Regions from separate parts of the Mus musculus genome. Here all the other regions are linked to region 1. A link is a contact called in public HiChIP or PLAC-seq, Micro-C and promoter capture Hi-C data. All regions are on one chromosome and are shown on one strand. Each heading gives the region's core, a stretch centred on a gene start, on an enhancer-like site or on the middle of the called end of the contact. The rest is flanking DNA. Distances are from core to core; before and after follow the strand shown.

The links. Promoter capture Hi-C pulls out the DNA fragments that hold promoters and counts their contacts. A called contact is a pair of places that touch in the nucleus more often than the background predicts. HiChIP or PLAC-seq counts read pairs in DNA pulled down with a chosen protein or histone mark.
Region 2: a promoter capture Hi-C map of stem cell-derived epiblast-like cells shows a contact between it and region 1, with 2.7 times the contacts expected there. The contact joins the promoter of 4930447F24Rik here to the promoter of Sema3f in region 1. A contact is called at or near these places in 4 of 39 promoter capture datasets (embryonic stem cells, liver, pre-B cells and 1 more) and 1 of 115 datasets of contacts at active chromatin or transcription factors (pancreatic cancer cells).
Region 3: a contact with region 1 is called in an H3K4me3 HiChIP or PLAC-seq map of embryonic stem cells, with 32 read pairs. The contact joins the promoter of Cacna2d2 here to the promoter of Sema3f in region 1. A contact is called at or near these places in 1 of 39 promoter capture datasets (embryonic stem cells), 4 of 484 Hi-C or Micro-C datasets (all in embryonic stem cells), 1 of 115 datasets of contacts at active chromatin or transcription factors (embryonic stem cells) and 1 of 9 other capture datasets (embryonic stem cells).
Region 4: a contact with region 1 is called in a Micro-C map of embryonic stem cells, with 3 times the contacts expected there. The contact joins the enhancer-like site here to the promoter of Sema3f in region 1. A contact is called at or near these places in 1 of 39 promoter capture datasets (embryonic stem cells), 3 of 484 Hi-C or Micro-C datasets (the G1E-ER4 cell line and embryonic stem cells), 1 of 115 datasets of contacts at active chromatin or transcription factors (embryonic stem cells) and 1 of 9 other capture datasets (embryonic stem cells).

The regions. Positions count from the first base shown.
Region 1 is chr9:107,707,871-107,714,927 of GRCm38.p6, reverse strand. Sema3f (sema domain, immunoglobulin domain (Ig), short basic domain, secreted, (semaphorin) 3F) reads left to right here and starts at 4,966. Exons shown (of 18, transcript NM_001379496.1): 1 at 4,966-5,510. It overlaps Gm51690 (a long non-coding RNA gene), which reads right to left and starts at 1,480. Exons shown (of 2, transcript XR_003948246.1): 1 at 1,154-1,480; 2 at 1-572.
Region 2 is chr9:108,128,920-108,135,742 of GRCm38.p6, reverse strand. It overlaps 4930447F24Rik (RIKEN cDNA 4930447F24 gene), which reads right to left and starts at 2,025. Exons shown (of 3, transcript NR_126078.1): 1 at 1,953-2,025. All of the region lies in intron 2 of Bsn (bassoon), which reads left to right.
Region 3 is chr9:107,397,357-107,404,780 of GRCm38.p6, reverse strand. It overlaps Cacna2d2 (calcium channel, voltage-dependent, alpha 2/delta subunit 2), which reads right to left and starts at 4,901. Exons shown (of 38, transcript NM_001174049.1): 1 at 4,498-4,901. The coding sequence starts at 4,712.
Region 4 is chr9:107,373,690-107,380,909 of GRCm38.p6, reverse strand. No RefSeq gene overlaps it. Among named protein-coding and RNA genes, the nearest start is that of Cacna2d2, 23 kb to the left of the region's middle. Within about 2 kb of position 5,234, at least 15 of the 459 cell types and tissues checked have an H3K27ac peak or open chromatin away from gene starts, as enhancers often do. A contact at or near this core is called in embryonic stem cells, where this site is marked.

The DNA.
Region 1 (7,057 bases), core at 3,717-6,216:
GATCGGCTCCTAGCCAGCCTCTGGGGCAGACTGGGCAGGAGGTTGAACCAAACCTCATCCTGGCCCTGGGCCAGGGGTGACTCCTCACTGCCTCCCCCTCCTGGTGCTGCCCAACCGGCTGCCCCACTCCCCTTCTCAGGCCCCTTCCCAATTCTCCCCCTCACTGGTTCCAGTTCCGGGGGTGGGGGCTGGGCGAGAAAGAGCAGGCAGTGGCGCCTGGGGCAGGGGAGATGAGAAAACCAGAAAGTAAGGAAATCTGAGCCAGCAGAGCTGGGCGGGCCAGGGCCTGCTCTGCCTGCTCGGCCCGGGAAACAGGTTCCCTGGAGACTGGTGCAGGGGAGGGAGTGTAGACACCACCTTCGTCCAAGGGGCGTGGCAGGTCTCTGAGGTCTTCCAAGTCCAGCCTTCATATGCAGAGGGCTGAGGACAGGGTCCCTCTCAGGTTAGCTGGGGCAATGCATCTTCAGGCTTCCATCTCTAGCCTGTGGTAGGCCTGGCAGCCAGATAGAGATGTATAGGCAGCGGGAGGCCAAGAGGCTGCAATGCAGTTCCCACAGAACAGCCTGGAAGAGCTAGAGAGAGAGAAGCTGATACAAAAGCTGCCAAGAGAACAGTTTGGGCCAGGTTGAAGGGCTGGAGGACCGGAGGCAGGAGTTTTTCTCATGTTTTTGGGGAATGCCATCACCCAGGGTGAGGTCTAAGCCAGTTCCTGCCCACCTGGAACACCTAGAAGGGTGCAGGAAGCCAAGTCATAGATGCCCTCCCCTGACCCTGTCATGTGACTGGAGTGGGAACTACAGAAGATGCACATCATGCCTGGAGCTGAGGGTCTCACAGAGGACTTTTTGTTTACCCCTAGAACATCCTCTGGAGGGGGGACATGAACAGCTAATGGGTGGGTGGGGGACAAGAAGACTCTGGGTGTCAGGGTGCATACGGTGAAGACAGCCAGTCCATTGAGCTAGGTATGATGTCATCTCTCTCAGCTCTGTCTGGGCCTCTTGGCTCGCGTTATCTTTTAAATGGCTCCGGTGCTACTCAGACTTACTCTCACGAGTCATTCGATAATGATTGAATTCAGTCAAAATACTGAACTTGTGATCAAGGCTTGGGGCTCTAGCACCCTGCCAAACCCTGAGCACCTGTCTGTTACCTGCCTTTGGTTCCCGGTGGGCATCACAGCCTGGTCTTCTGTCCTGGGGCTTTCTCTCAACTCCTGAAGATGTCTGTTCTCTTCAGCGTGGTGGTCACATGTCCTGCCCACTTTACTCTGCCGACTTCTCCATTCCCTGGTGGGGACAATAGGGCCACTTCCTTTGCAAGACTAAAGAACATCTAGAGTAAGTAGCTAGGATCCTTGTTAGAATAGGAGTTCCCCCAACTTGTGGTTGCTTTTCATTTGTTTGTTTGTTTTAGTTTTTTGAGATAGAATCTCACCATGGAGCCCTGCCTGGCCTAGACATTAGAATATAGACCAGGCTGGTCTCAAATTCACATAAATCTGCCTGCCTCTGCTGGAATCAAACCAGGGTTGGTTTTAAAGGTTCTTTGTCTCTCTAAAGTTGAAGACAAATTTGCAGAAAACTATATTCTATATTCAGATAGTACTATATTATAGGCTGGGAATGTAGCTTGGTTGACAGACTGACCAGGCATGCACAAACCCCTGCCTGGGTTTGACCCTCAGTACCACATACCAATATAAGACTGCAATCCCTGACTGTGGAGATGGAGGTAAAGGAGGTTCCCTTTAGTCATTCTAGGCTACTAGTAAGTTTGAGGCTAGCCTGAGATACATGAGATTCTACTTCACAGAGATTTGCCAGTCTAGGCTTCCCGAGTGCTGGGATTAAAGACCTATGCCACACCAGCCCCACCCACACATCCCCTAGTACTTATTTTCTATAGACAGTATTTCATTCCGCAGCCCCTACCTCAGACTCTGACGCATTGGGATTATAGGATAGGCATGTGCTTCTGTGACCAGCTTAGTACTTGGGTATTGGGGGCTTTTTGTTTTCTCCTTTTCCTCTTCCTCCTTTTCCTTTAGGATTTTTGAAAGAGTCTCATGTAGCTCAGGTTAGCCTTCAACTTGCTATGTAGCTGAGGATGACCACAAATTGCAGATTATCCTGCCTCTACCTCCGAACTGCTCGGATTGTAGATGTATGCCACCATGCTTATAATTAAAAAAAAATTTTTTTTTTATGGGCTGGAGAGATGGTTCAGTGGTTAAGAGCACCGGCTGCTCTTCCAGAGTCCTGAGTTCAATTCCCAGCAACTACATGGTGGCTCACAACCATCTGTAATGGGGTCTGATGGCCTCTTCTGGTGTGTCTGAAAAGGGCAATGGTATACTCATTGACATAAAATAAACAAATCTTTTTTTTTAAATCTTTTTTTTCAAGATTTATTTATTATATGTAAGTACACTGTAGCTGTCTTCAGGCACACCAGAAGAGGGTGTCAGATCTCATTACGGGTGGTTGTGAGCCACCATGTGGTTGCTGGGATTTGAACTCGGGACCTTCGTAAGAGCAGTCAGTGCTCTTACCCACTGAGCCATCTCGCCAGCCCTAAACAAATCTTTTTAAAAAATGTTTTTTATTCATCCCTCTCCATCCACTTAGAGAGAACCTTAGAGTGACCTTCCACTCTACACACAGTCAGGTTCAATACTTGTTCCTCGCCCCTTTCCCATCATCCCATCACCTGAGGCCTTTGTGTGATAAACTGTTCTGTGTCTGAGCTGTTCCTCACACAAACAGATCAGTTGAGAGCAGTCCTTTCCAGCCCTGAACTTGGAGCTCTGCCACACCCTTACAATTCTGCCTTTGGGACTTTGCTGCTGCTACTGCTACTGGTGACAGAAGAGTTTCAAGGAGACAGGTGGGGGCTGTGGAAGAATGGAGGTCCTAGAAGCCATAGCAGTGGCAGTAACCATTTATGTATTTCAGTGTTTAAGTGCTCTGCCTGCATGTATGCCTGCATGACAGAAGAGGGCATCAGATGTGATTATAGATGGTTGTAGTTGCTGGGAATCGAACTCAGGACCTCTGGAAGAGAAGCAGCACTCTTTCTTAACCGCTGAGCCACTATCTTCCTAGTCCCTGGGATAGCCATGTAATCACAGTGAGGAGTCAGGGTAGGTCTAAGCGGCCCACCGTGTTGGTGTTGGTGTTGGTGCTGTGATGGCGATGGTAACCACAAAGATGTTCCTGGTGAGGATGAGGGAGGCGATTAGCAGTGATTGACTTGGTTCTGGCACTACACACCGAATACATGTGATGCACATGCCAAGCCTATGCTTTATCACGGAGCAATACCCTTAGCTCTGTCAGCATGCATGCATGTTTTGTTTGTCTGAGCAAACTGGATTTTACTGTATAGCCCTGGCTGGTTTAGAATTTGCCATGTAGACCAAACTGGCCTGGAACTCAGAGAAGGGCTTAGATTAAAAGCTAAAGGCATATGCCAGCTCACCTAGCCTCTTTCGAGAGAGACAGGGTTTCTCTGTGTCGCCCTGACTGTCCTGGAACTCACTTTGTAGACCAGGCTGGCCTCGAACTCAGAAATCCACCTGCCTCTGCCTCCCAAGTGCTGGGATTAAAGGTGTGCGCCACCACCGCCCGGCTTTGTTAATGTTTTGAGTGAAGTATGACATTAGGGAGAAGATCAGATCGGTGCTGTCCCTCACTACAGCAGGTAGACATTTCCTCACCTTAAACAGCCAGGCCCTCTTGGAAGCATAGGAAGTACCCCACTTGTGAGTCAGGTGACCCTCAGTAGTATCCCAGCAGCCCTCTGATACCCACCTAATGCACACAGTCAGCCAGCCAGTGGGTCAGAGGAAGAGTGGCTCTTCTGGGAGTTGTAGCCAGGAAAAGGAGAGGATGGAGGAAGAAGAAAAGAGAAATGGAAAAGGAAGACAGGAGGAAAGAGGGGTAGGAAGGGGAGGAAGAAGACAAATGGAGGACTGAGTGGGGAGAGAGCAGAAGGCAGAGAGAAAGAAAGGAGGAAGACAGAAGAGAAGGGAGAGAAGAGGAGGGAATAGGAGATGGAGGACAGGGAGGAAGCAGAGGACAAAGAGGGCCAAAGCCTCCTGGGACCACAGCAAGAGTGTATGGGGAAGGGCTGAGAAGTGGTTCTGGCTGATGAGGCCATGACCTTGGGGGATGGGCTGCTCAGAGGGACCCTTCCTGGGGTCAGGGGAGGCTCTTGCTCAATTGTTGAGATTTGAAAGCAAGTGCCCTTTTCATAGCAGAGGGGTGGGGGGTATGCCTTGAGTCGTCCTCCTGTCATCTGGGTTCTCTGGAATATGGCACTGTAAAGGGAAAGTCTGTGAGGACCGCTGGCTTGAAATGAGACTTACTGGTGTTTGAGGTGATCACTTGGAGCATTTGGCTAGCTGGACAGAGCTAGTGGCTGGGCTGCACCCACTTGACCTACTCTGGAGGTAGCCATCTGTCGGAAGGTCCAGAAGTGCCAACCGTCCCAAGGGCTGCACCGCCACCTGCTGAGAGGCCTGGGCCATCCCAGGTCCTTCGCCGCTGGGCCGTGGCTGGCAGCAAGTAGGAAGGAGGAACGCGGAAGGGGGCGCGCAGGTGAGTGCTAGCTGGTTGCTCCCCTGCGCTCCAGCCCTTCTCACCAGGGAGTTGAATGCCCGGGTAAACACCAGGCGCGATGTGCGCCGTGTATCCACGGAGAGACAAAGCCAGGGCGGGGCGGGGGCGCCGCCCGCGATGCCAGGGCGGGGGTGCAGGGTGCAGAGCAGTCTCCCCTGGCGCGGGTTGCCCACCGCCTGGGAACCCTGAGCCCTGCCCGCGGACAGGTGGAGCGGGGGCGGGGCGGTGGCCGGGAGGGTCCCGCCCCGGAGGTGGGGCCGGGCGGGCCCGGCGGGGCGGGGCCGTGCTATGCAAATGTCGCCCACGGGCGGCCAATTGCCTGCGCTCCGCGCGCGGCTCCGAGCGTCCCGTCCCGCCAGCGGCCTCGAGACCTGAGCAGCTAGGGAACAAACCGCAGCGGTCCAGGGAGCCCCGAGCGCAGCGTAGAGCCAGGGTACGCTTCGAGGACCCGCGCAGCCCCGCTCGGTCTCCGGGCCCTAGTCAGACAGCCAGGCAAGCGCAGCGCCACCCGGCCGAGCCCAGCGCAGCGCTCTGTAGCCTAGCGCGCGCCACCGCCCGCGCCCCGCACCGGGGAATGCGCCCTCGGCGCGCAGGCCAGGGGGCGCCCGCAGCCCGCCCCGGGGGAGGCGGCCCCGAGCGCCCCTGAGCCTTTCCATGGCCCGGGCTAGGGCCCGGGGCCTCGGCTGCTGACGTGCACGAAGCCAGGGGACCCAGTGAAGCCGAGTCCGCGGTGCGGATCCCGGCTCAGGCTAAGAGACAAGAGGGCGCGGACAGGGCCGTGGCCCGGGGGGGGGGCAGCTAAAGCGGACCGGCCGGACGCGAACCTCTCCGCTGCTGCGGCGGCCACCGCTGCCCGGGCGCCCAGGCCCCGCCGCCGTGGACGAGGTGAGTACGGAGAGAACACGACCTCCCGACCCCACTAGGATCCGCGGCACTGCAACTCCTTAGAAGTGCGCGAGGTCTGGCGAACCGTGGCACACTGTCTGCGGGTACCAGGCGACAGAACTAGGATGTGCTTCATACCTGTCCCGGCGTCCTGAACCTCCCCGGTTCCCGGGCGCTGTAAAGATGTGTGTGTGACTAGGTGATGTGGCCTGCGGGATCACTGGTGTGTGAATTAACTTTTTCCACCCCCGCAAGGTTTTGGGTGGGTACCCTTACCCTCGTTGAGTGGGAGTTCGGATCCTTCTGTTTTAGTCCTCTGCTGACGCCTGCACTCTTTCCCAAACGGCGCGTTTGCACTGCCACAGTGTCTCTAATCTGAAGACCAGGTCAGCCCCAGGGGAAGGTCTAAATTGGAAGCCCCCACGTGGAGGGTCGCCCGGAACCGCAAGACAAGGGGATCTGTTTCCAAATGGGCTTTTCTTTCAGCCATTTGCCGATCTCCTGGCCCCCAGCTGCCTCTCGGTCCTTCTCCGGTTCAGGGGTCTCGGTGTAAGTGAGGTGTTGTTAAGTTGGAAGAGCCTGGGGTCAAGCCCCAGTTTGAACCACGGACCCTAGTGGTGAAGTGGGCAAGGGACCATGGGGGGTGGCGGGTTGTCTAGAGCAGGTGAGGTAAGGAAAGTGTCAAGATGAAGAGTCCTTTGGAACTAAGGCTGGGGTCCCAGCCGGACCTATAACTCCTCATTCTTGAAATAGGTGCATTTTGCCACCAGACCATTAACATCTGGGGAGAGGACAGACTGAAGCCTCCCTGTGTCCACCGTGGAGCTGGGCCAGGTAGAAGGAGTCCTGTTTCCCCGAATTCACTCTTTCTCCAGTACCCGCTACCCTAGTTACAGATAGGGGAAAACTGGGCCCGGGGGTGGGATGGAGCCGGGGCTGCTTCTCCAGCTGCTCAGGGGGTGTGCCTGGACGCAGTGGACTATCTTGTCTGGGCCAAGCAAGAATGCAGTCAGATCTACCCCCACTGTTCCCCCGTAGTTCCAAAGGAGCCAGGCCCGGAAGTAGGAAGGTGGGGGGTTGGAGAGGCCAGAAGCCCAGCCTCAGCCCCCGCTACTCTGCGTACCTTGGGGGTGGGGATGGAGCCTGGCCCAGGTGACCTTGACTGGGAAACCCTGGCCACAAAAGGGGGTTTCGGTCCCAGCAGATCTGCTTCCTGGTCTATGAGGTGTTGGGGGAGGGGGAAGCTAAGGCTCCAGGAAGGAGTCTTGGGGTGTGTGTTGGGGGGGTGTTAGCTGATGAGCTGGTGGGGTGCTGTTAGTAATTTCCTCCGTGTTCCTCCACAGCCCTGTTCTTGCCTTGCCTCCCTTCAATTGAGGCAGTTCTCTGCTAGAGGAGCCAACCTTCCTCTGCTAAGACAGGCTCCCCCTGACACACACATACACGCACATAGACACACGCACTATGAGCTTGGGAGGTCTGGATCAGGCTGGACAATCTGACCACCTGGCCCCCTGTCCCGCCCCCAGGTGCCTCTGGACCCCTTCCTC
Region 2 (6,823 bases), core at 776-3,275, 420 kb before region 1:
TTCTTCTTCTTCTTCTTCTCCTTCTTCTCCTTCTCCTTCTCCTTCTCCTTCTCCTTCTCCTTCTCCTTCTCCTTTTCCTTCTTCTCCTCCTCCTCCTTCTTCTCCTCCTTCTCCTCCTCTTCCTCCTCCTCTGTTCTTCTCCTACCAGGGGTGTGAGGGCTGCTAGCCCAAACCCAGACAGGGTTTCTCTGTTTTACCCTGGCTGGCCCAGAGATAGATTCACTTCAAACTCCACTTGAGAAAATTACCAGGCTGATGAGATGGCTCAGCAGGTAAAGCCACTTGATGCCAAGCCTGACAACTTGAGTTCAGCCCCCAGGAGCTGCATGGAGGAAGGGCAGAAATTGTTCTTTGATCTCCAAACACAAGCCATGACAACACACACACAAAGACACCACAGAGACAGACACACACATAGACACACATAAACACACATAAACACACACAGACACACACAAACACACACAGACAGACACAAATACAGACACAGACATACAGACAGACACACAGACAGACACACAGACAGATACACATACAGACACACATACATACACACACACATACACACAGAGAGACAGACAAACACACAGACACAGACAGACACACAGACACACATAAAGACACACACAGACACATACAGACACACATAGACAGACACACACATATACACATACACACAGACACATGCATACACACACACACACACACACACACACACACAGACACATAGACAGACACACATACACACAGACACACACACACACAGAGTAAACAAAGAAAACTGTTTGAAAATGTAAATAAAACACTAGAGGAAAGAGTATGGTCAGGACCTTATCTACTCCAGGCTTAGCCGTTGCTGAGGCAGAGGCAGAGGCAGAGGCAGAGAGGCAGAGAGGCAGAGAGGCAGAGAGGCAGAGAGGCAGAGAGGCAGAGAGGCAGAGAGGCAGAGAGGCAGAGAGGCAGAGAGGCAGAGAGGCAGAGAGGCAGAGAGAGAGGCAGAGAGAGAGGCAGAGAGAGAGGCAGAGAGAGAGGCAGAGAGAGAGGCAGAGAGAGAGGCAGAGAGGCAGAGAGAGAGGCAGAGAGGCAGAGAGGCAGAGAGGCAGAGAGGCAGAGAGGCAGAGAGGCAGAGAGGCAGAGAGGCAGAGAGGCAGAGAGGCAGAGAGGCAGAGAGGCAGAGAGGCAGAGAGGCAGAGAGGCAGAGAGGCAGAGAGGGAGGCAGAGAGGGAGAGAGGCAGAGAGGGAGAGAGGCAGAGAGGGAGAGAGGCAGAGAGGGAGAGAGGCAGAGAGGCAGAGAGGCAGAGAGAGAGGCAGAGAGGCAGAGAGAGAGGCAGAGAGGCAGAGAGAGAGGCAGAGAGGCAGAGAGAGAGGCAGAGAGGCAGAGAGAGAGGCAGAGAGGCAGAGAGAGAGGCAGAGAGGCAGAGAGAGAGGCAGAGAGGCAGAGAGAGAGGCAGAGAGGCAGAGAGAGAGGCAGAGAGGCAGAGAGGCAGAGAGAGAGGCAGAGAGGCAGAGAGGCAGAGAGGCAGGAGAGGCAGAGAGAGAGGCAGAGAGGCAGAGAGAGAGGCAGAGAGGCAGAGAGGCAGAGAGGCAGAGAGGCAGAGAGGCAGAGAGGCAGAGAGGCAGAGAGGCAGAGAGGCAGAGAGGCAGAGAGGCAGAGAGGCAGAGAGGCAGAGAGGCAGAGAGGCAGAGAGGCAGAGAGGCAGAGAGGCAGAGAGGCAGAGAGGCAGAGAGGCAGAGAGGCAGAGAGGCAGAGAGGCAGAGAGGCAGAGAGGCAGAGGCAGAGGCAGAGGCAGAGGCAGAGGCAGAGGCAGAGGCAGAGGCAGAGGCAGAGAGGCAGAGGCAGAGAGGCAGAGGCAGAGAGGCAGAGGCAGAGGCAGAGGCAGAGGCAGGCAGGCAGGTCTAACTTACTGCCCCCATCCTTAACCTCATGACAAGCCCTGGGCTTGGATGCTTACCGAAGGTGGGTTGTGCAAAGAAGGAAGGGAGCCAATGTAATGGTCTAAGCCTCTCCCTTTAATGTCTGCATCCCACTGCTTCCAGCAAAGGCCAGGACACCAGATGGCCTGGGGGTGGAGCTATGAGCAGCACAGAGTCCTCAGCCCTAGCCAGCAGCCTGTCCCCTTTCCTCTGCCCCATCCAGGCCACACTGCTGTTTGGGCCAGATTCAAATGAGGCACAGGTGTCCTAAAGGCATGGGATGAGGCCTCCTCCAGGAGGAGATGACTACAGTGCTTCCCTCTAACCCTAAATAAAGTGGAAGTGGACCTCCAGGCAGGCTGGGGCAGGAAAGGGATCTTAGCCACCATGTGCCTAGTCCTTAGGCCATTTGCCTTATAGAAGCCCCCCTGATTAAAAAATAACAGCAACAGCAAAACCATTCAGTCAACAGGGGAAAGTCCTCCAAGCTTCTAGGAGCTCTTAGGCAGCCAGCCCTGGTGTTAGAACGCGGCCCCAGGCTGCCTGTTTTCTGGAGACAGGGCCGACCTTAACTGTATCTGTAGGATGGAGAGCAGAGACACGGGAGAGACAAGAGTGCTGTTGCATGGGCTGTTTTGTGGCTGAGGCCATCAGGCATGGAGTGCTGGCACTGAAGAGCCTAGGCATCAACCAAACAGGAATGGGAAGGATCCAGAGCAGAACAATGCAGCTCACCACTAAATCATATATTGTTTTTTTTTAAAGATTTATTTATTTATTTATTTATTATATGTAAAGTACACTGTAGCTGTCTTCAGACGCACCAGAAGAGGGCATCGGATCTCATTACGGGTGGTTGTGAGCCACCATGTGGTTGCTGGGATTTGAACTTCCGACCTTCGGAAGAGCAGTCGGGTGCTCTTACCCACTGAGCCATCTCACCAGCCCTAAATCGTATATTGTTATATGTAAAGCCAAGTGAAACAGGACAGAGACAGTGGAGTAAAGACGGCCAAGAAAAGGGGGGATGAGATGGCTCAGTGGGTAAAGTTACTTGCTGCCAAACCTGATGGACCGAGTTCAACTCCCAGGACCTACAGGGTAGAAGAAAACTGGTTCTTGCAAAAGCTGTGATACATGCCCACACAGGCACACACAGACCCTCAAGTAGTCAGAGCAAACTTGCCAAAAAAAAAAAAAAAAAAAAAAAAAAAAAAAAAAAAAAAAAACCACACACACACACAACCAAGTTGGAGGGGACTGGAGTGATGGCTTTGTGGTTAAGAGCACTTGCTGCTCTTCCAGAGGACCAGGGTTCAGTTCTCAGTACTGGGATCGGGTGGCATAGCTGCCTGTAACTCCAGCTCCTGGAGATTCGATGCCCTCTTCTGCTCTCCACAAGTACTGTGCATGTGCACACACACATAAGAGTAAATAAAAAAAATTTCAAACAAGAAAAAGTGAGATCCTGACTCAAAAAGGTAAATAAACACAAAATCAAGCTAGGCACAGGATGCTCATCTTTAATCCCACCAGTCTCCAGGCAGAGGCAAGCAGATTTCTCAGTTCAAGACCAGCCTGGTCTACAAAGTTAGTGCCAGGACAGCCAGCGCTACCACAGAGAGAAACCCTATGTAAAAAGAGAAAAGGAAAGGAAAGGAAAGAAAGAAAGGAAAAGAAAAAACAAAATCAGAACAACAACAAAACCCCCAAATCTCCCAAATTTCACATATACATTTACATGATTATTATGTCTGTCTGTCTGTCTGCCTCTGTCTCTCTGTGTGTGTGTGTGTGTGTGTGTGTGTGTGTGTGTGTGTGTGTTTCTGGGATTCAACCCAGGGCCTAGGTAGTAGATACTAAGTATTTTGCTAATTAGTTACACTCCAAGCTCAAGATAAAATGATCTTTGTCAAGAAGTACAAGAACTTTGAATGGAGAAAGCCAAATGATGCTGGGAAGGTTGGGTCTCCACAAGCAGTAGAATAAAGCTGGACCCTTACAGCAGCCATACATAACCCTTAACCCAGAGTGAGCGAGACACTTACATATACAAGGTGACGCTGGAAAGCTCTTAAGAAGAAATACAGGACAAGCCCTTCCAACTTTGGACTTGCCTGTGGTTTCTTATCTTAGACACCAAAGGCACAGTCAATAGAGAGAAAGACAGATCAGACTGGATGAAAATTTAAGATGTTTGAGAGAAGGCTGGAGAGATGGGTCAGTGGTTAAGACTGCTCTTCCGAAGGTCCTGATTTCAATTCCCAGCAACCACATGGCGGCTCACAACCATCTGTAACGAGATCTGATGCCCTCTTCTGGAGTGTCTGAAGACAGCTACAATGTACTTTACATATAATAAATAAATAAATCTTTAAAAAAAAAAAAAAGGAAAAGATGTTTGAGAGAAAATAATTGCCAGACTTATACCTAGTAAGTAGTTGATATATCCAGAATATACAAGCAAACCCTACAATCCAACTAAAAGACACTAGGAGAGCAGTGGAGGAGCTCAGCTCTGTGACAGTAGCGTGTCCTTCTCAATACTGCATCATGGGAAAATATAAACCCACAGGAAAGTTGAAAGAATTGTATAAGGAAAACTCTCAGATCTGTTACCTGAATCTTTAATTAGCCTGTGACTCTCCTGGGGTTTTGTTGGGGGGGTGGGAGGTTGTTTTGTTGGTTTTGTCTGGTTTGGTTTGGTTTGGTTTGGTTTGGTTTGGTTTGGTTTGGTTTGGCTTGGCTTGGCTTGGCTTGGCTTTTTGGCTATTTGAGTCAGGATCTCACTATGTAGTCCTGACTGTCCTGGAACCACTCTGTAGACCAGGCTGATATCTGCCTACCTCTGCCTCCCAGTGCTGGGATTAAAGACATACACCACCGTGCATGGTTTTCTCATAACTTTATCATATCTCTGTCCTTCTGTCTTCCTGTCCATCCCTCTGTCTGGTCATCTGTCCATTCATCTAATTTCTTTGTTGGTTTTCAAAGTGTGGTGCAGATACAGTGGACTTCACACCGACCACTGCAGCAGGCGTATCACCGTTAAGTAGGATTCAGTATTTACTGTAGGTTATTTTAGGTAAAATCTACATATGATGACATTTACAGAGTTTAAGTGTACCATTCAGTGAGCTTTGGAGAGCTGGGTCAAGCCCATGGGGACTGTGGATCTTCTGCGGTAACAGTGAAAGTCAGGTCAGTGGTGTCTGGGGGGCAGGAGGCAAGGACTTACGATAAGGAAGGGCCAAGATGACGACACCTGGAAACCAACAAAATTCAAGAGGAGAGACTGGAGCCAGGAGATGAACTCCAACGCTCCTGGGGATTTACAAAAGAGAAGCTTAGGCAAGTTCAAGCAGTGCAGCCTCTCTGGGACTGAGAGGAGTGCGTGGAGAGAGGGAAGAGACCTAAGATCAGCTAGGGTGGGAAGGGAGACTTTCAGAGCCTTCTCAGAGTTCTAGGCTAGTGAGACCTTCCAGCCTCAGGCAATGACTCCATTCTCCACCATCACAGACAGACCCTGAGATTTGGGGCACACTCCTGGAACCCTCCTCAGATCTCTGGGTTGGCACAGGCCCCTTCTGCGGGTCATGTCTGACTGGGTCATATGTTCTTCCCCGTTGTGTTCTGAGGTACCCTCTGTATAGGCTGAGATCACAGCAGACTGGCGAAGCACAAAGAATGGTGGATGGGCAGCAGAGGGTGTTGGATGAGGCAGGTGGTCGCCATTGCTATGTGAATGTCTAGGCCAGCTCAGACACTGGCCTCTCCTTGATCACAGGGGTTATGGGAGTGCTGTCCCTCCTAATGAGACCTGACCAGTGACTCACAGCCCAGAAAGGCCTGGAGTCCTACTGGCATGGGGTCATCCCAGGGACCTCTGGCTTTGGTAGCAGCAGGGGAGTCACATTTATAAGCCACTTCTGTGATGTTTAAAATGGAAAGCACAAATTCAGTACGAGGCATGATGTCAGTGCCGAGTGATCCAGCACTGAATGCTACTCTCCAGCAAGGGCTCGGAGGCAGGTGGCTCTCCACAGGAAGGTGAGCTAAGTGATGGAGATCTGAAGCCCTGTTCTCTGCTACAGAGCCTAGCGGAGGGAAGTGGCCAGAGAACCTGCTTCATCTGGGGCCCTTAGAGCTTTCTGGCAGCCTTTTTCCCTGGGAGCACCCTGTGAGGCCAGGTGTGTCAAATACGCCTGGACCCTACCTGAGACTGATAGACGCTGGTAGGTCATGGGTCACTGAGGTCCTTGTCAGGAGTGATCGTGTTAAAGCTCTTCTCAGGGAAGATGTCTCCTTCCCTTGCTGCCCCCAGGAACCAGTAAAGGAGCAGCCGGGAGTGGCTGCTGCAAACAGATCACTCGGAACCTTCTCATTCAACTCAGGGTCCACAGAACCTGCTGCCTGGTCTTGGGAGGCTACTTAGTTACTCTGCACACTGAACAGTTTGAATAAAGGAACAGATGGGAGACTCTTCTTCCAGATGAAGCCCTCTTGGAGCCAGGGAGCACATGGAGCCATGCCTCTGCAGATCCCAGCATGCTCCTGGTGGAGTGGGCAAGCTGTGGAAAGTCACATACATGCCTGCAGCCTCTGCTGCCACACTCCCAAACTACCTTGACCCTGCGTACCACTCTGAGCCTTCTTCCTCTTTATCGTCTTCAGTCAACACTGGGCTGGGGCTTGGGGAGTTCGTGGAAGAGCCTGCCAACCTTCTGAGATGGTGGGGCGGGCTTCCCTGCTGGAAGGAAGTGTCAGGTTGATGAAAGTTGATGTCATCCACCTCACGGCAGCCCAGGAAGGCACCTCCAGCTCTGCTTTTGGCTCTAAGAGCGTGAGGCAGGCGATGTGCACATCTCTTGGGCAAGTGTCTGGTCAGGACAGCAGGACCCTAAGGGCT
Region 3 (7,424 bases), core at 3,652-6,151, 310 kb after region 1:
ACAGTTCTGGGCCCCAGGGCCATTGCATGATGGCCAGCATGCACACAAGGAGGGTGGCATGTACAGTAGAGCTGGCAGGGTAGCCTTGGCCAAAGATGGCCCCTCAGGCTTGTAGGAGACCCAGAGGAGAAAGAGGGACAAAGCAAGCAAGGTCACAGAGGCGTGCTGTGGTAGGGGAGGAGAGAAAGTGGAGGGGGACGGGGAGGGTTCACCCACCTCCCACATCCTCCTCCTTTTCATTTTCCTCCTAAAACACTTGGGTCTTTAGCTCCTCTCCTTACCTCCCCTGGGTTCCCATCCCAGCATCCCCTTGGGGTTGACAGAACATCGCCCTTCAGTCCTTTTAGGAAATGTGGGCTTTGGGTGGTCCTTCTCTCTGTGCGGCTCAGTACCCCAGGCTGGGGATTCTGAGGACACGCTGGTAGTACAGGCAAGCAGCCCATCTTGGGCTCAGTGAGGGGAATCCACCCTGAGCCTCATAGCATCCTCCCCCACCGGTCACCAAGGACAGTTGGACATGGAGGGTGGTGGTGAATAGAGACAGGAAGAAAGTCAGACTCAGGCATGGTGACACACACTTTAATCCCAGTACTCAAAGGTCTACATATGTACTGGTCTATAGAGTGAGACCTTGTCTCAATAAATAAATAAATAAATAAATAAATAAATAAATAAATAAATAAATCTAATTAAAAAATAGTTAAGGGGGGCACTGTAAATGACAGCTAAGGTTCTGCAGCCTTGGCTTGTGAACTTGATGCAGAGATAAACAGTCACTGCCTTGCTGCCCAAGAAAGTTGAGTTGTAGCTGCCCACTGGAGGCCGCCCTTCCCCCACTGGCTCTCCCCACTAGCCTCTTAAGATTGTATTATTTCGGTATGGAAAATCAAGGCAAGGTCATCTCAAAAGATGACCAAAATGGAGCATGCAAGGCTTATTTATCCTTGACACCCAGCCCGCCTCCAAACTGTGTCCTCCAAGAAGCTGACAGGAACCACTGGATGCCTGTGAGGCACTGGGAGCTGGTAGCATCCACCTCCATTCAAGTGGAGTGGAGAAGGAGACGCTGACTGCTGAAGGGCTCACTTGATCTACTTGTGGTGCCCGCTTTACTTTGGAGTCAGTGTCTCCCCAGAGACGTCTGTGGTGAGGAATCTGGAAGAAGATTCCTCAGACTATGAAGATACCCACTTTAAAGTGGGCCTCTTCCCTTCTCAGGAGATTAGCCCGACATTTCTAGCCAGGAGGAGTAGCCTGATAAGAGGGCAGAAAGACCAAAGGTCTCCCCCAAATTCTCAACCCCAGGAGGGGGTGCAGGCACCTGGCAGTGGTGCATTCTATCGACAGCAGACCTGGAAGCCTCACCCCTCCCTCCTGAGAAAGCTGCGGCAGGTTGTTAGAAGGATGGGGGGGGGGGATCCACACATGTAATATTGCCTCCCACCAACAGGGAGAGCCACAGAGAGATGGAGACTTATTCAGAGGCCCAGACAGACACGCGTCACCCACCATTAACCGTAGCTAGACTGACGCATGCCCTGTCACAGCGCTGCTCCTCATTTGCCCACCCAGAAGAGAAGCACTTATGTACTCTGACAGACATTCATTTGTTAGGGGTGCAAGCCTCTGTGGGGGGGGCCCTCACTGCTCCCCAACCATGCCAGAGGAAGGGAGGCACCAAACCTATCACTTCACTAGAGAAGAGCTAGGTGAAGAGGTGCAGCCAGGCGGGTACTCTAATCAGCACTTAACCATTACTCTACTAAGCAGGGGACAGAGAACCCAGGGATAGCACAGGACTGGGTACAGGAACCCAACAGAAAGGACAAAAAGGCAAGCAGGCCAGGTTAGGTACAGAGTGGTAAGAGGAGGTAAGACGAGAAGGGGGGGAACCCCATAGCTGGAGTGTGGGGCAACAAAGAGAGACAGAATACATCAGGGCCATTAGCAGCAAGAACTGCCTCTCAGCCAGCAGCACTGGCTGGCCTGACCACTGGGGTGGGTGTAAATGGGAACAGAACGAAGCAGGTAAAAGGGAGTGTGCGCTACGCTAGGGCTCCATCCTCCGAGACAGGAGACTATACACACCCATGCATGACACATGCATCTGAAACCCCCATGCGGATCCAGGTAGGGTGAGAGAGGCCCCTCTTCCTAAAACCAAAGTCCCCGTCCTCCCTCCAGTGCTAACTCCTCTGCCCTTTGCAATCTAATGGCTTGGTTCATTTCACCCGATAGCAGACAGCCACGCTGCCAGAGCGATCACAGGGATAACGGCCACCAGATCCTAAACCCGCATTTGATTAAAACCGAGCAGTTTGAGAAGCTGAGCTCCCTTCCCACGGCACCACACTCAGGAGAGTATACTTAATCACTGAGAGCCCTCCCCATGGAAGGCTTGCTACCCCGGGACCATGAGGCTGACAGTCCTACTTTCCATCTTGAAAATCCACCTGTATCAGTGTCCTCCTAGCCTGGCTACTCTGGTCCAAGAAAAGGCTAAGGGGTGCCACTCAGCCCTGAGCAGCCCATAGAGAGAGCCCTGTGGCCCTGGCAGCAGCCCCAGCCTTTTATGCCAGTTTAACAAAAGCCCTAACCCAGAACCAGCGCAGTCATTGGGAGGGGTCTACAAGAGTCCCCTTCCTCCCTCCAAGGATCAATAGAGATCTGCATTCATGGGACCAGGGCAGCTGAAGGGCGCTGCCTGTCATGGCAAATCCTCCTGGATGTCACACATTTGTCAGCTAGACCCAAGAGCCTCAGCCCCTCTCTCATCCCCCTAATTATGGTTTGCAAGGCATGTCCCAAACCCTCAAATTAACTCCAAGTACATCAACAAGGGAAGAGTGTCCAGCTGGAAATGTGCGGCTGTAGTCACACCCACCTAACATCTTCTGGCTAAGAGCAGAGGGACAGGTGTACCCTGTGAACGGGGTCTGACATTGTCCTAAGGGAGACAGTGTACGCGCAGGAAAGAGGAGAGAAAGAGATAACTACTTAAACCTTCACTGGAGGGACTGGGAAATGGCTAGGAAAGAAAAAAAATGGCTTGGCTTTGAGAAAAAAAAAAAGAACAATAAAAAACATGCTTTTGCTCTTTCTAAACATTATAGTTTCGATCCAGTCTCATCGCAGCAAATGAAAGACAATACCACGACCCACCAACCCTTGAACTTCCCCGCACCACCCCCCATCCACTCATGAAAAATCCAGACAGCTGACAGAGGACACGTCCGTGCGGCACCTGTAATTTGCCAACTGATCACCCTCCTGGACACGGCCGGGCTGTGTGAGGAGAGTGATGATAAGGGAGAGGACAGGGAGACTGAGTCCGAGCCCTGCTTCATCTGAGTTTGTTTTCTCCTCATCTGAGAGAACCTACCAGCTGAAGTAGACAGGCTCTGTGGCAGAGCCGGGGTCTCCTACCCAAGGGCAGAACTGCTCTTGTGACGCAGACTAGTCAGGCTCTTTTCTGGGGCCAGACCCTTCCCTCTCATGCCCAAACCTAGGCCAGGACATTCGTGAAGGAGTCTGGGGACAGGTGGCTCCTTAAAGCTGAGGACAGGAAACAGAAGCACGGTGGTTGCCATGCCCCAAAGGGTGTCTGGACACTGACATATGGCTAAGGCACGGTGTCAAGAAACAGATGTTGTCCTAAAGGCCACATGCAGAATACCCACTCCTTATCCAGACACATCTGCCCGACTCTACCAGATCTTGGGGAAGGTGAAGAGGCTCAGACTGACCATAATAACCACTAGCAAGAGCTGGCAGAACCTGGAAATGCTATTACCCAGTTGGTAGCAGGAGCGACAGTGTCAGCATCAGGAGCAGGCAGGGGTCCTCCCTGTCATTCACCTTCTGACCCAACCCCAGCACCTTTACCTCCTTATTGAGCTATCCAGGGACGTCCCCTCAGGTGGGCGATCAAGAACAGGTGACATTGACCGAAGCAAGAAGGCGCTGGCACCCTCTGCATCCAGTATCGCTCCCCCCCCCCAAGGAAAAGGCCCAAGAAGACAGGTGTGGATGTAACCCCACGTCTGACTCTAAAGCGCCAGGTTCCCACCAGGGATAAAACACTGGGCAGATGCCTGGCTCCAAGTCTACCGGGCAGGGGTCGTTGGCCATTCTCTCGACCAACCTCAGGCTCCTCTATCACCGGACAGTGGCAGGAGTATAAACTGGCAGACTCGACCCCCACCCCATCCCTAAGCTTGAAGATGTTTTGCTCTGTCCCGTTGCAGGGGGTGGGGTGGGGGCGGTCTATGGGAAGCAGGGCACCGCAAGGAAGTTTCGCGACGCAGCCAGAAGCTCCGGGACCCTGGCTGCCAGCCCACGGGGGTTTGTAGCCGACACCCTCACTTGCAGCATGCCATGGGAACCAGAGCCCCCGCCCCGACACCCGGAGTGGAGAGTGGAGGGGCAGACGCGGGCTGAGGGGCGCAAGGGAGCGCGGGGCTCTGCGGGGTCCCGCGGCCGGCTGAGGCCACTTACGTGTGCTGCTGGGGGAAGCTGTAGGCAGAGGCGCCGGGGGCGGTGAGCAGCGGTAAAAGCAACAGAGGCGGCAGCAAGAGCAAGAGCGGGCGTGCGGGCCCGGACGCTGGGCCCCGGGGGTCAGGGCAGGGCCGGGGGCCGCGACCGGGCCAGGGGCGAGCGGTCCGCACCGGGCCGGGCCAAGAAGCGCCGCAGGTCCGAGCCGGCACCGCCATGTTTCCATTCAAGATGCGGCGCCGCGGGGAGGGAGGGGGGACGGCGGCGGCGGGATGGAGGTGGGGGGGCGCGGGCGGCGGGCGGAAAGCCGGCCTCTTCTCCACCTCCTTCTCCGCGCGGGGCCTCCGGGGCTGCACTGGCCGCAGCGCCTCTGCGGGCTGCGCGCAGCGATCTCCCCGCCGCGCTGGCTCCAAGCGCTTTGAGCGCCTGGCCCGGGACCTGCGCTCAAATAGCGGCCGCCGCCAACCTGCCGGCGCCGCCCTCCCCTGTCGCTCCCTCCCTCATTCCCTCCCTCCCTCTCCTTGGCCGGCCCGCCTCCGCGCGCCCCCGCCGCGGTCACGCGCCCGCCTGTGCCCGCGCGCCCCTCGTCCCCGTTCACCCCGGAGCCTGCCCTACTGGCTCGCGCAAACCGATCCGAATCCAAGCTCGCGAGTCCTGAGCCCCAGCCGTGGTCCCAGCGCCCAGTGCACGTCCCCGCCCCCACACCTCAGACCGGGGGACTCCTCTTGGCCCTGCGAGTGGGAACTCTCCCTAGGCAGTTGCACATATGACCCTTCTGGGACTCGACCTTCAACAGGCTTAAGGCCTGGAGTCACAGGTTTAAATGGTGGAATGGCAGGCTTCTGCAGACTACAGAGGAGAATGGCAGTCCTGTCACACCCACAGAAGAAGCTCCAGCTACCTCAAGATTTCTTTCTGTGGGGATCGGGGTGAGGGGGTTGGGGGCGTGGGGGGGGCAGCCCTTGGCAGAAAAACGGATCTTGGTTCTCCTAGTTCCTTGGAAGAGAGTCCAGCGGCACAGATGTGGGGACTGAAGGAAGCGGGATACCTCAGCTCTTGCTTTGCTCCACTTTACTGTCCAGACAACACGGGCCACGGAGCCCAAGCCTCCGCTCCCTGGACTTGCACAGCTTCGGGTCAGACTCGTCTAGAGGCAGGAAGCTCAGTCTAGCATAAACCACTCACTTTTGTCCTGGTGGGACCTGGCATCTTCCTGCTGTAGTTACAACAATGAGCTGTGTGTAACATTCAGCGTGTGGGCCACCTTCTCAGAGCCTTCCCTTTTCATAGGAATACCCCTGTAAGGCTGCAGTGCCATTTCCAGGATGCAGTGAGAAAGGGGTTGAATGTCTGGTAGCAGAAGCACTCACAGTTTCGAAGAGCATTCCAAGGACCTGCTCAGGTTGGCCCTTGAGCCCCACTTTGCCAGCCCCCAACGCTGACCCACAGTGGTGAGAATGCTCCCTGCCACCCTGCCACAGGACCCCCTTTGGCTGCCCACAGACTCTGCCAAACAAGACACTAAGGGCTTATTAACTGGTTGGTGGCTCAGTTCAGAGATGTCCAAGGACTCTCATCCCATGCCTGGGTAGGTCACCCAACATCTACTCACAACCGACTTTCCAGAGAGAGGAGAGAACAGTAGCCTCTGGGCCAAGGGGTACAGAAGTGATATAGACTCAGACAACCTTTCCTGACTTTCAACTCTGCTGTGGGCTTCCCATCTTTCCCCACTCCTAAAAATAAAGGCTTGACAAGAGCACATCTTCCTCTTCTCTAGATCTGAGTGAAGTTTCCCGGGCCAGATTCAGTATATTATACTGAACACTATAAGGGTCTATCAGCGATATCAAAAAGGGCCCTCAGTTCTACACTCCAAATAGTTTCTGGGACTTGGTGGTCTGGAAGGGCCTAGAGAACAATGGGAGGCCACATCAGGCCAGCTCTACAGGGAGGCAAGCAGGGGTGTCACTGAGCCAGATGTGTGACTATGTCGAATACCCACCGCTCCTTGTCCCCAGATCTGGACAGAACAGTTCATCACCAGGACAGATAAAGAGAGTGTCCTGCACTGGAGAGTCAGTAAGTTTGGGCTGAGCAGTCCTCTCCTGTCCTGCTGACACCTGTCTCTAACATCTGCATCCCTCATGTGCAGGCAGGACTGGCCTGAGATGTCCGCAGCTCCTTCTGGGTGGGTGGGTACTTTCCCAAGGCAGACTGCAATGTCCTGACACATGTCAGAGACAGGCTGGCTGACCTTTGATACAAAGATGCCAGTGCTATCCTTGGAGAGCACCCAGGCCATCAAGCACCTGGGGCCAGTCAGTTCGGCAGTGAGCGTTGGAGGTTGAGCGTCTCCATCCCAGCCTCCGCAGATGTGCACCTAATTGAGGCCGCTAGCGCCGAGGGAAAGGCGGGAGATTTTGGTTGACAGGCTGTTAAAGGAAGACAAATAAGGAGGGGAGGTAATTAAGAGTAAATGGGTAGTAAGAGTTTACACATTCCAACTTTGGAGGCTCACAGTATCCTCAGCCTCTTGGCAGCTGGCTCCAGCTGCAGGTTAAGGTCTCGGGAGGGGAAATTGTGGCCTACCAGAGAATAAGATGCCCACAGCAGGCAGATAGGTTCAGCAGGAAACGGCTAATACCACCCACCTGGCCAAGGTGTCTGTCCTGAGTGATGGTGGCATGGCAGGGGCATGTAACATTGCAGTCAGCAGAAAGGAACCCATCCTTGCAGGGGACCTGGTAGGAGCCATCTCCATGTGTAAGCCTACAGGACATCAGCTCAGTATCCAGAGAGGCTGACAGAGCTTTATGGAGAACCTACTATGTGCTAAGAAGGTCCTGGGCTCAGCCATACTACCCAAGGGAAGAGGGAGCCTATCAGGAACGTTTATCATGCCAGGGCAGCAAGATCCCCACCCTACT
Region 4 (7,220 bases), core at 3,985-6,484, 330 kb after region 1:
CACAAGCATTGCAGTTGGCAGAGGCATGACCCTGCCTTCCTCTCAGCACGTGTGTTTCCTGACTATTTAGCATGATTACCTCCCTTGGGAATCCATGCTAGACAATAATTTGGGAACCTGGGTGTCTCTTAGGGTCCATGACTCCTCCAGGCTCCCAAAGGCACTGAGCAAGAACTCGCCTCCATACCTTTATATGCTCTTATATATCCATACATCTCTTGAGCTGTCAGTGATTTGACCCCCAGGGTGACCTTTCCCTCTGTCCTCTCTCCTCAGGCTCCCTTAGCTCAGTCTACTCCTCATAACATGCTCTTGCTCTGAGCATATCCCCCAAGCCTGGGCCCCATGTTTCTGGCTTTCACCTTGAAGTTCCTTTATTGTCTCCACCTCTGCTTGCCCTAGCTTAAGGAAAGCGCTTTCATTTGTACCCACTCCAAGCAGATGGGCCAGGATGCATTTCCGTATGCTATGAGAGTGGACATTTAAGCCGTGAAGTCCAGGGACCTTCTCTGGACCATTTGTGTTCCACTATATTGGGTGCCAGGCACAGCATGTCCCTGCCCCAAGAGGTTGCTCATGTCTACACATACTCTATCATCTTGGACTCAATACTTTGTTCTTATGGACCCCATTGGCCTCAAAAATTCCATGTACTCATATTGCCCAGAGAGGCCCAACAGTCTACCAGTGTTTTGTAACCCAGAGTAGGTGTCTCGTGCAGACAAAGACCAGAGGCCCACAGGAGTGAAATGCAAGCAGTTGCCTTGGTGAGAGATGGGTTGCAAAGTCCTAGAGAGAGCTAGGAGTCTCCTGCTGCTTTCAAGGCAAACCTCCTACCTAAATCACTTGCCTGGTTCCAATCCCTCTTCAGTCTTTTTTTTTTTTTTTCCTTTATAGCCCTGGCTGTCCTGGAACTCTTTATGTAGACCAGGATGGCTTCAAACTCATAGATAACCACCTGCCTCTGCTTCCCAAGTACTGGGATTAAAGGCATGTGCCACCACTGCAGGGCTCTTTCTTGCCCAGTGCAAACAAGATCTCAATAGTCTGTCTGGAGGAGTACCAGTCTCTTGTGATCCCTCCATCTCTTCCCTGTCCTCCCCGATTACCTTCCTACCTCTAGCTCTCTCCTCTGCTTCCCCTCTCCTTCTTCCTACCATCTTCCCATAAGGAAATAATTTCCTGATCCAGCTTTGCTCCGGTCTCTTACTCTGTGACCTCAGATGAGTCACCTTACCTCTCCGGATCTCCGTTTCCTCAGGAAATGGGACAATAGCAGGCCTGATCATACACGGTGCCCTGAGCGGGCTCACTTGGAAGGGACTTGGTTAGGAGAGTGGTCCTGAGACAATATGGCAGTAGCAGCAACACTGATAGTAAAAATGGCCTCCCTTCCCTAAATCCTCCTCCTTCATCCCCACCCACGAGGGTGTTTTCTTTATCAAATTTCTTGCAAACGCTGCCTACATTCTCATTGCTCCTTCTTATCTGAGTTCCTATCCCTAAGCACTTGTGTCTTCCGGTGGGAGCATGCCCCTCACCAGAATAGACCTGAAACCTATACCCCCACGTGGCACACATGCACACAAACACACACACAAATGGTAAACAAAATATAATTCATTTGTAAAGGAGACTGTAGTCGTGCCATCCATCTTAAGCTAAAATTCAATACTTCTCTGCGCAGCCTGCTGCGCCTTGATGAATGGAGAGGACAAAGGCTCTGTCGCAAGCGTGCTGCTGAGCCTCCCTCTCTAAAGCAAGGGAATGCCAGCCTCAAGACCCAGTGGGGATGGAAGGAGCAGAGTCCCAGCCATCGCAGGAGGTCAACACCCATCCTATCCTAAGAGGCTCCAACAGGACATGCTCGAGCTTCACCCTCATATCTGCAGCTTCCCTTAGGTACACACCATCCAGCGATGATGCTTTTCTAGTTGCTTTGGAGTTATTGCAGCCTGGCCAAGTGTGGGCTGAGGTACCTCCGACTACCAAGATGCCAACTCCCACTTCAATTAATTTCTCCAATCCAAGCCTCCTCTTCTCCAGCAACACCACTCCTTCCCGGGCCAGACTCATCCTCTTACAGCCTGTGATCACTTTTCAAGAACCTCGGCCTTTGTGTAGGACATTGCTTCACTTTAGGTCCCCATCCCTTCCCTTCTTAACTTGGAGAACGTTGCAGAAGTAAGGTCCAGCTTAAACTCTCCTTTCTGGAAAGCAGTCTTGACCCTTCTGAACACAACCGAGTTCAGGTTAGGATGACTAGAGTTTTGAGGCGAGGCTGGTGAAGGAGAGTCAGGGCGATGTGTCGCTGCCCGCTCTGGGCAGCCTCCAGTAAGCTAAGAGAGGACACAGTGAGCAATGGTGGAACATGAAAGGGATTAGGGGCAAGCCGTGCAGTACACAAGAGGTGCCCAGGTGGGACTTTGCACTGACAAGCCAGGACCTTTCCTCCATCTCTGCTTACTGGAGGAGTCCTGGGCGTCTAGTGTTAAGGCACCCGGGTTAGCGCTGCACCCTGCCCAGCCGGCCGCGCTAAGTGAACATTCCTCCGCTCGGGGGAGTTTTATGGCTCGCCGTGCTTCCTCCGCAATGGCCTGTGCTGTTTACGAACCTCTCTCCGGCTTGGAAATAGACTGTCTTTCCTGAACGATTTTCTCTTTTCCCATTTACTAAACATTGATTTCCCCCCTCCTGCGCCTCTAATAGAGCAGAAACCAATACGTCTTTGTTTGCTTTGCTCGCGCGTTCCGTGCACAGGCGGCGGGGGGCACGGGCTGCTGCGGCAGGGCCAGGCGGCTGCTCCGCGCATGTGCGTCGGTCCAGGTGGTGCTGCCCTCCGCAGCAGCGAGCTCCAGCAGCACTGTCCGCTGCCCGCAGGGGGCCAAAGTCTGGGACACCGGAGTAGTGGGGAAGCAAATCCTTGGGTTAACAGAGCGGTAGAACCTGGGGCTTCCAGTCTTCTGGGACTGCTGTGGGAACCGTACCAGGTATACTAGGAAGGCAACCATAGCAGCAGTCTCTGAATTCTTCAGTTCTGCCTGCGATGCCATTAAGTGATGCCTCACCTCCTCCAGCGCAGCCTTTGAAGTCCATCGGTTTAGGATGAAGAGTGCACGAACACCGGGATGCTTTTAGTAGAGGCCAAGTTGGGGCCAGACGCGCATCTCTTCCCTCTTTGATGCTGTCAGCAAACTGTCAAACTACCTGCTCCAAAATGGGAGCCCCATCTCCCACCTTGGGGGGCTTGTCATGGAGGAGGGCTAGCATGACAGGCGATGTCTCTGCTCCACAGGCCTCTTACAGCTTGCTTGCTTTCTTTTCTTTTCTTTTTTTTTTCTTCTTTTTCTTTTGTTTGTTTGTTTGTTTTGGGGTTTTTTGTTTTGTTTTGTTTTGTTTTGTTTTTGTTTTGTTTTTTTCGAGACAGGGTTTCTCTTTATAGCCCTGACTGTCCTGGAATTCACTTTGTAGACCAGGCTGACCTCGAACTCAGAAATCCGACTGCCTCTGCTTCCCGAGTGCTGGGATTATCGGCTCTTTTACAGCTTTCTTCTCACAAAGGGTTGAGGTGGAGATGACCCTCTGACTGGAACACATACTTAGTCCTTAGTTGGGGAGGAAGAGTTCTGGCACATACCAGGGGAGTCTGGGATTGCCAGGAGTGAAGTCAGGGTTGGTCATTGCCCCTAGTTGAGCCTGAGTCCTCTGAAACAAGATGGTTTTAGGGATTAAACGTGGCCTTGCCCGTGCTCAGTAAAAGAGCCTTTCTAAGCTGAGTAACTAGACTCACTCCTCCAAAGCTCAGGAAGCTGAGGCAGGAGGATTGCTTCAGGCTTGAGGCCAGCCTGGGCTACAGTATGAGATTCTGTCTTAAAGCAAACAAATAAAACCAACCAAGGAAACACTAATAAAACACCTTTCCGTTCTGCCCCTTCTTGTCTTTCTGTAGCAGCACAGACCAAACAAGGTGAGTCTAACCTCAGCTACCAATGATTACAGCCAATCCTCTTTCCTATGCTGGCCACTGGTACGTCCTGCTTCATCTCCCCAACAGTAAGGAGGCCTCATAGACGAATCCCTATTAAATCAGAAGTCACTCTCATCCTTTGGACCTCAGAGTCCCCATTGGGAAAATGACTTTAGGGTCTGGGTAAATGCTGACATTTTGGACCAACACTGGGACTGCCCATCCCAAGCCCCAGGAGCCCCCACACTCTCCAGCATCCTCTGAACAGCCCCAGAAAGACTGCCACAATCGTGGGTTCAGTCTACCCTGCCTTTCTTAGCAATGAGTTCTGAGCGCATCCCATCTCTTTTGGGGGCTAGTGGATAGTCCCTGTTTTATGAATGTGCAGAAGCCCAATGGCATGTGAGAACTCAGCATCTACTGTCCAGTAAGGCCACCGCTAGGGGAAAGGATTGAATTTGCCCGGGCACTCTAGAACATTTATGATTAGGTTGGAGCAGAGGCACAAAGCGTTTGGGCAAACTAAGAGAAAAAAATCAGAATAGGAGACCAGATATAGATCATCCAGAGGAAAGCTGAGAACAGCTACTGGGTTGGAGACAGAGGGCACGGTTACAGTCGTATTATCGCTAAGTCTCAGAGGCCTAAGGCCCCAAGAAAGCAGGGTTAAGATGGCAGGTGGATGGGATATAGCTGTGTCCCTCAAGAGAACAAAAGCAGCTCTCACTGCACCCTGTATCCAGTGGATCCCCTCACTGTCTCTTAGGAGCCCCAGATCATTTCTAGGACTGAATGCTGGGTGCCCAGTGTATGTTTGGAGGATAGACTGGGCTCAAGCTCTATCACTGTACCAGTATGCAGATGTGTCGTGACCAGTAAGGACAGATACTGGTGGTCCTAGGCCCTGGCCATCGAAAGGGAGCTGGCTATAGCTACAGGCACCGAGAGCCTTACCCGGGAGAGGTCTGGACCAACAGGGAAAAAAGAGGGGTAGCAATAATTAAAAATTAAAAGCCAACACGACAGCAGTTTAAAAATGGAAAGAACAAGTAAAAACAATTAGCAGAGATGAGCAACCAGGCAAGCGCCATACAAATGGAACCAATCACAAAGCACTAATGATACCAGGAAACCCAATTTTTACAGTGTCAGGCTTGTGTGATTGAAGTACCAAGCCTACTTCTCTGAAACAAGCTGCGTGCTTGTCTGAGGGTGGGAGGGTTTTTGTCTCCTCCCCGCAACTCAGACAAACCTGAGTGGCTAGGTCAGAGGGCAGCAGCTGGTGGGAGGGGCTTGTAGTCCTGGTGATGGTGTGAGTGGCTGGAGAAGATAGGTTGGGAAACTGAGCAAGGGCCAAAGTGGGGCAGATATATGCCCCCTCAGTGTCCCCATCAGCAACAGCAGTGGTGGCAGGGCCACAGTCACGCAGTCACACACACTTGGTTGCCGCGGAGACCAGGGGACCCTCCTGGCAGAGGGAGGCTGAGGCAGTTTGAGTAATGGCGGAGAACGCTGCCGCTGATGGGGAAAAATACATCTTCATAACAGGGTGAACCTTTTGGAAAATGGAATAAGTAAAATAATTGAGAGAAAGAAAATTGAGTTTTTATTGCTTTTTAAGTGTTTAAGTGGAGGTTTCATTTAAGGAAATTATTGTTGCTTTTATTTTTAGCCACTGGTAGGGTGGGGAGGGGTTGGCCTAGGGTGGGGCTCTTGTTTCCTGCACCTCTTCCTGGTAGCCATAGGGTACCCACATTTCATAGACGGGAGAAGAAGAACCCTAGTTGAGAATCTGAAACAGTTGGGGGCCTATGCGGATGCCATCAAGTCTTCTGGACCCTCAGCTGCAGGCTGACTGGGTCCCGTTCTAGCCCCGTTCTTACCCTTTGGTCTTTGCCTCTCCAGCCCTTGCTGCCTTATATAGGGATCCTTGCTGCCTGTCTGGGATGAACCCCATCTCACCTTGAGCTGCTCATTTGACCCTCCCCTAATTTCCTGTCTCCTCCTACCTGTTCCGCACATCTCCTTTCCTTATCCTGCATGCAGGGCAGGGAGGAGCTCAACAAACATTTGTTGAGAGACGCCCTTCCTTCACTGGGTGGTGGGGGATGGGTGATCGCCCTCAGTCTACATACCTGAGATGCTGACTGAGCGCCACAGCGCCTCCTGCCGACCTGGGTTTCTGCCTGGCTTGGCTTTGTCCTTTCTGCGCCCCAGAAATGGCTCAAGTCCCAAAGACCACACTTGGAAGATCACACACTGGACAAGCTTTGCCCTCCAGACTTCACAGTTCTTCTCTGTGCAGCGTTTGGCACCACTCAGGGCCATTTATGAACCAATTCTTGTATCGCTTTCTGTTACCTGAGGTTAGCTTCACCAGCTGTCCCTGACCACGCCCACTTTATCCACCTTTGCTCCATTCAACCCGAATCCCTTTACTCCACATCCCGTGGTCTAGGGCATCCCAGTCCCCTCCTCTGCAGCTTCTTTCCTGGACAACCTTACATTTCTGTCAGTTCTCGTGCACTCGCTTTTCCGATCCCCTCCGCTCCACCTAAGCAAGCCTACAGTGCAGTCCATGAGACTCAAGGTAAGATTCTGACCCGAGTTATTTCAGCCAAAAGTGGAATTGATTGAAACAAGTAACTGGAATCTGTATCCAGATTATCACAACCTACTCGGCCTTCACTTCTCTGATTTCTTCTTTTTATTTTCTTTAAAGATTTATCTTTATTTGTGAGTCCGTAAAATACAGATTTCTGATTGCCCTGGAACTGCGGTTACAGAACTGCCTGGTATAGGTCCTACATGGTCTTTTAACTACTTTGTTTATTTGTTTGTTTAAGGCTTTGTTTTTGTTTGCTCAACACAGGCTTTTGCTGTGTAGCTCAAGCTATCTCAAACTCGTGAACCCCCTGTCTCAGCTTTTCTAGTGCCGAGATCACAGGCATGCCCTATTACTTTCTGTTAGCCTCTCTGCTAATACTACAGTGTAAACTCCATGGCCACCCTAGCCTGTGGCCTCACACCCATCCCTGGGTCCTGATGCATACACGTTGTTTTCTCAGGGGCACCCTGGTCTGTCTCCCCGAGGGGTACTTAACCTGGCTGTGCCTGAACACATAGGAACCTGCAGTTCAGGGTCTGTCCCCAGGGAGGCCTACAAAATGTTCCTGGCACCCTGTTGTTCCTAGGACCAATCCAACAGGCTCTCTCCACCCTGCTACACTAACTACTCCATCTCCAACCATGT